Regions from separate parts of the Callithrix jacchus genome. Here region 2 is linked to region 1. Evidence: chromatin contacts called from public Hi-C data. All regions are on one chromosome and are shown on one strand. Each heading gives the region's core, a stretch centred on a gene start, on an enhancer-like site or on the middle of the called end of the contact. The rest is flanking DNA. Distances are from core to core; before and after follow the strand shown. Region 1 holds the start of LOC118143812. Region 2 overlaps SNX30 (sorting nexin family member 30).

Region 1 (2,959 bases), core at 443-2,942:
GTAAGTAGCACCATTCAATAAAAAAAAAAACCTATTTATGCATCTATAGACACTCATTTCTAGTTATATTGTGCTATTTGTTTTTGTGCTAATTCAGAAGAACAGATAATAGGATCTGTAGTAGTTGTAGGCAGCCCTTGAATGTGAAAGTGTTAATTTTAACGCAACTCCAAGAGGACCAGATCTTGGCATTCCTTAGATGCAGCATTTAAAATTGTTCCCAGTGCCCTTTGAATGCTGTTTTTCCCAGCCAAGGCAGACTCATGTGGAGGAGATAAAAGATAATAGCTTGAGGACTAAGGGTCCAAACCTATATAAATTACATTAGGGGAAATAGGGGAAGGTCTTTGAAGCTCAGAGTCTCTGATTGATATTTTGGGTAGATTTCAACTCTCTGCATTCTCTTCCACTTGTTTCTAGTGACAACTGTGGTATAGGCCTTAGCGAATTCCAGAGTCAACATCGGTCACCACCTTTTAGCAGGTAAAACTAGGCAAACCTTTGAGTTTGGAATGGGTAGGGAAAATGTAGTCCCTCACAATGTCTCCCTACCCATTACTTTGCTAAAGGGACTGAGAACCCTTTAAAGACTTGGCCTTGTAAACAGAAGATCTAGGGACAGGTAAGGCAGAAAAAGGAGGTGAACTTGCACCCCAAAGAAGTAACACCTTGACTATTTGCACCATGCCAGCAAATAAAGCTGAGAATCAGCTCAGCCCAAGGCCTGGAAAGGAAGCACAAATAAATGCCTGAAAAATAACTCGAACCTCGTGGTTCTTTCAAAAGTATTTGGCGAAAGTGTGAGCTGAAGAGTCGCATGTCATTTGTAGCTCTCTACTTATGCTCGCTGTTCTGAGGTGTGACTTTACACAAACCTAGCTCAGCTGCAGAAGCAAGACACAATGGGGACCTCATAGTGAGTCTGAAGACTCCCCACACCGCCTCCTTGAAGCCGGTTCCAGGTTCCCCAGACGATGTCCTCCGGCTCCTTTGAGCTTCGTCGCCTTTTATGCTATTCTTCTGATATGGGTCGTAATTTCGTCTATTTCGGGTTCTTTCTGCGCGTGCCTTAGAGGCCAGAAGACCCTGACTCTTGTGCGTGTCCTGGAAGCCCCCAGCCCCAAGCCTGGCTGCAGGTGGGCGCATCAGTAAACGCGAGTGGAATGGAAGAGGCTCCTCTAACCTCTTTTCCACCTCCGATTTCCGTTAGACATTTCCTCCGCGCGGCGGCCTCCGCGAGGCGAGGTTGGACACTGGGAGGATAGCCGCAGAGGCCCAGGGCGCACTTCCTGCCGGGCGGGGGCGGGGCTGCGCCTCCTCTCTCTCTCTCTCTCCGTCCCTCCCCCACTCCCCACTTGCCCCTCCCCGCTCTCCCCGCCCCCTCCCGGGCGGCCGCGGCACCTCGGGGGCGGGGCCGGAGCGGGTGGGCGGCTTGGCTGTGCGGGCTGGGTGCCGAGGCGGTGCTGCCGGTAGACCCGCGGCGGGTTCGGGCGCGCGCGGCGCGGAGCGGAGCGGAGGGTCTCAGCGCGGGCAGAGACCAGCCGGCGGTTGGAGGCGGCTCCTGGCCCGGCCGGTGCAAGGCCTCGGGCTGAGCGGCGGCGGCGCAGAGCTTCGGCCTGGGGTTCTCGGGGAGCCCGCCGCGGCCGGCAGCTGGAGGAAGCGGCGGCGGCGCGTCCCGAGCGGTGCACGCCATGGCGGGCGGGCCCCCCAAGGCCCTGCCGTCCACCGGGCCCCACTCCCTGCGTGACATGCCGCACCCGCTGGCCGGCTCCAGCAGCGAGGAGGCCGTGGGTGGTGACAGCACGCCCAGCCCGGACCTGCTGATGGCCCGCAGCTTCGGTGACAAGGTGGGGCGCCTGGGACTGGGGATTGGGAGGCTTATTTCGCTCTCCCGGGGGTGGGGATGTTGGATCCGGAGCCTTCTAGTGCCTGGGGCCGCGCCCACCCTGCCTCCCCTTCCCGCGGGACGGGCGTGCCCTGGCCCCGGAGCCCTCGGCGAAAGCGTCTCTTCTGCCGCCTCCGCGGGGTCGCAGCCGCAGAGGGATGGGCTTCGCTGGCTGTGACTGATAGCGAGCGCTGGTGACAGCTGGTGGGGAGGGGTCCCGCCTGCGTGTTGGGGCGGGAGGCGTGTGTGCAGGGCAGGGCGCCTGTGTCCTCGGATGGGGTCCCGAGTTCTCCAGGTGCATCCCGGTAGGCTGAGCTGCTGCATAACTTGTAGCTCCTCCAGTTTCCCGAGACTGCACAGAAGCAGGAGTTCATGGCTTTCCGTGCTGGGACCGGGCAGCCCTGGGCTTACCGGGAGTCTTCTTCCCCTGAGTCAGTCATGTGGGGAGTGATCTTTGTTTAGGTTTGCTGTTTGCCCTGAGGAGTCACCTGACTCAGACCCCAGCCAGCGGCGGCTGGAGAACCTCGTTGTGGTTTTCTGTCTGGGGCTCCATTCACCTCCGACGGCCTACCACTCTGTTTAGGTTTGGCACAGGCTGGTTTTGTGGTTGATAAAAAGAAGGCTCGCCCTTTGACCTTCTTTGTACAGAGGGAGGCTCCAGATTTTCTTACAGCAGCGTAACCCTCCTGCTGCTTGGAGAGACCGCAGAGTCCAGGCTGGGATAAGGGACGGCCTCCTCCCTGCCCCCATGGCCATTTCAGTTATGAAGGGAACTTGAGCAGTGATTGTATAAGCGCTCCTGCCGCCACTTAGTCACTAATTGCAGAAACTAGAATTGTTCTCAGGTCCTTTGCAAGATTTTCTCTCCCTAGTAAAATACTAAATGAATTCCGCCTTGTCCCAAAATTAATGGGAACAGGGGACCTAACTTTCTTCTTCCCTTACTGTACTGCACGGGACAGCATGCACGGGACAGCATACAGTAAAAATGAGGATGAGAAAATATAATTTGTCCGCCTTGCAGTCAGAAGGGCACTGAGCACTTAGAATCTCTAGAGAGTGGGACTTGATGTA
Region 2 (3,010 bases), core at 491-2,990, 64 kb after region 1:
CTGTTTTTTTTTTTTGAGACAGAGTTTCACTCTTGTTACCCAGGCTGGAGTGTAGTGGTACAATCAGCTCACTGCAGTCTCAACCTCCTGGGCTCACACAGTCCTCCTGCCTCAGCCTCTGAGTAGTAGAGACTGCAAGTATGTACCACCACACCAGGCTAATTTTAATTTTTTGTTGTTGTTTTTGTTGCAGAGATGGGGTCTCACTGTGTTGCCCAGGCTTGTCTCAAACTTTAGGGCTCAAGCCGAGCCATCCTTCTTGGACTCTTTAAGTGCTGGGATTATAGGTGTGAGCCACCACGCCTGGTCCCAACTCTTCTTACTGTTGAACCTAGGGCTCAAGGAGGCTTAGTGACATGACGTGTCAGGAATCTGGTAGAGATGCAAGAACTGCACAGGCACAGAGTCCTTCCCACTCCGCCTGTGCCGTGAGGGGATGGGAGTATCAGCCCACATGTTCCCAATATTTCTGTCATGCTGTGCTTGAAAATTCAACAATGACTTGCTCTCTGCATTTAAACCTTGTCTTTTTTTCACTCTCCAGTCCTACATTGTTAATTCCTTTGGGAGAATTGTCTGATAAGTCACAAATACCTACATTGAGTGAATTTCCCCACGTCTTCACCTCTTGCAAACACAGGGGAAGGTTGTGTTTCATAGGCATATTCTGGCGTGTGGGACTGAAGAGGGGAAACAGTGCAGTTAGTTGGAGGTCAGTCCATGACTGAATCCTTTTAACGTCACCATTTTGCAAGACTGTGAGCACAGGTTTTGGGGAGGATGAAATCATAATTTTTGATGCCAGAGCTGTTCACAGCTTTTTCTTTGATGAATCACTCTCGTTCATGTGCTTTAAAGATTTTCTTGATGTGAATTAAAACAGACTTTTGGCTTGAAGGAGTAAATTTATGAGATATAGCTTGACCCATTTTTGTCTCGAACTTCAGTTTCTGAGAATTATGACGGTCATATAGTCTGTACCCTCCTAGGGAAAAATGGCTTTATGTGAGACGTGATTTTAGTTTGGGCCCATAAATGAGTAAAAATCTTGTTTTGGTATAAATCAACTTAATTTTATTTAACATTTGTCTTCATTATTAAATTGCTGCAGTTACATTTCAGAAAACTTTAAAAATTGAGGAAATGGGATGAGATTATTAATATTTTTCTGCAATGCACTGGCATCTTTGATTATTTCTAGATTTTTTCTTATCCATATAAAATACAACAGTTTCAAGGTCATGGTTCTGGTAGATTAAGCAAAAGCTTTTCTATTTTCATCTAATCTGCCCCCTCAATGAGCAGTGATCTATTATCTTTACTTTTTGTTTATTTCCCCTTTGGCAAAAGTTGTCAGCGTATTTTGCAGAAGGTGGAGACAATTTCTTTTCACAGATTTGGATTTAGTAGCAATATCCTAAGTGGAATTTTTCTGCTAAAAGAAATTGTTAGAGTTAAGCTGGGAGGAAATGAATCAAATGTTTCTAAACAATTCTGGGGGATAGTTCAATTCTGTTTCCTGAGGGTAGGGAAAAAAACCTGGCATTTTTATTCTAGTTCCTGGGATTTTTGACTGGGCTCAGTGTCCCAGACTGATCTTTTCTGTGTTGGTAAACGCTGCCATTTGGCTGGTGTGTTTGGTGGAAGGAAAATGTGATCTTGCCTGGTTTGGTTATTCTAAGAGAGCTTTTTTCCCTCCCTTCAGCCAAGATATGCTATTCCCTTATGCCTACTTTTTTTCCATTCTCTTCTTATTTGCAGAGTACTCGGGTGGAGTTTGACCTTCCAGAATATTCTGTTCGTCGAAGATACCAGGATTTTGACTGGTTGAGGAGCAAACTGGAAGAATCCCAGCCCACTCATCTCATTCCCGTAGGTAGTAAGTCACCACAGCTTGTTTCTCCCTTGTCCTGTGTTGTCTTTCCTGAAGGGGTTCACTCAACTCTCACCCCTTAAATTATACCAGATTCACCCAGCAAATGTATGTAAAATATGTTAATGGACACTGCATATAATATTTTACCTTTTAGGGTTTAGTTTCTGATTTGCTATATATTAAGCCCGTTTTATGTCTGGCTGGGCTTTCCTTAGACATGGGAGCAGAAATCTAGCATAGAATCCATTCCAACCACAGTTTTTCATTAAAAAAACCAACAAGGAAACCACCTAACTCTGTTTATTGAAGCAACGTGACATTTATCTACTCTAGTGCTTCCATCTGCACAGTTTTTAAAAAACAGAGCCAGAGCAAATGATATTTAAATCAGCTTTTTTTTTCCTTTGAGACAGAGTCTCACTCTCTTGCCCAGGCTGGAGTGTAGTAGTGCGATCTTGGCTCACTGCAACCTCTGCCTCCCAGGTTCAGGCGATTCTTGTGCCTCAGCCTCCCTAGTAGCTGGGATTACAGGCACCTTCCATCATGCCTGGCTAATTTTTATGCTTTTAGTAGAGACGGGGTTTCACTATGTTGGGCAGGCTGGTCTCGAACTCTTGACTTCAGAGCATCTACCTGCTTCAACCTCCCTGAGGCTCAATCACCTGAGGTCAGGAGTTCGAGACCAGCCTGGCCAACATGGTGAAATTTTTCTCTACAAAAAATTCAAAAATTAGCCAGGCATGGTGGCATGCACCTGACGGTAGTCCCAGCTACATTGGAGGCTGAGGCAGGAGAATCACTTGAACCCAGGAGCTGTGGGTTGTAGTGAACCAAGATTGCACCACTGCATTCCAGCCTGGGTGACACAGCAAGACTCCATCTCACACACACACACACACAAGAAGTAGAAATAGTAACGATTAGACACCAGATGTTTCTTTGGGTCTTAGGGTCTTTAGGGCGGTTTGAGTCATAAAATTCAGAGGGGCTGATTTATCTTTCAGTAAAAACCTTTGTTGAATGATAACTTCGCAGTACTACCAACTTTCTGTTACCACTGCATCTTCCAGCCTTCTCTATTTCCCCATGGTTAGAAGAGGCAGTGTATGTTGTGAACACACTGGCAGTTTTCTC

Evidence for each region. Hi-C and Micro-C count contacts between places; a contact is called where the count stands out from the background.
Region 2: a Hi-C map of induced pluripotent stem cells shows a contact between it and region 1, with 2.6 times the contacts expected there. The contact joins the enhancer-like site here to the promoter of LOC118143812 in region 1. A contact is called at or near these places in 3 of 3 Hi-C or Micro-C datasets (induced pluripotent stem cells and skeletal muscle).

What each region holds. Positions count from the first base shown.
Region 1 is chr1:161,091,815-161,094,773 of calJac240_pri, forward strand. LOC118143812 reads right to left here and starts at 1,693. Exons shown (of 2, transcript XM_078346093.1): 1 at 1,184-1,693. The coding sequence starts at 1,693. SNX30 (sorting nexin family member 30) reads left to right here and starts at 1,460. Exons shown (of 12, transcript XR_004728256.3): 1 at 1,460-1,847.
Region 2 is chr1:161,155,976-161,158,985 of calJac240_pri, forward strand. It overlaps SNX30 (sorting nexin family member 30), which reads left to right. Exons shown (of 12, transcript XR_004728256.3): 3 at 1,762-1,872. Among named protein-coding and RNA genes, the nearest start is that of SNX30, 64 kb to the left of the region's middle. Within about 2 kb of position 1,741, at least 3 of the 16 cell types and tissues checked have an H3K27ac peak or open chromatin away from gene starts, as enhancers often do.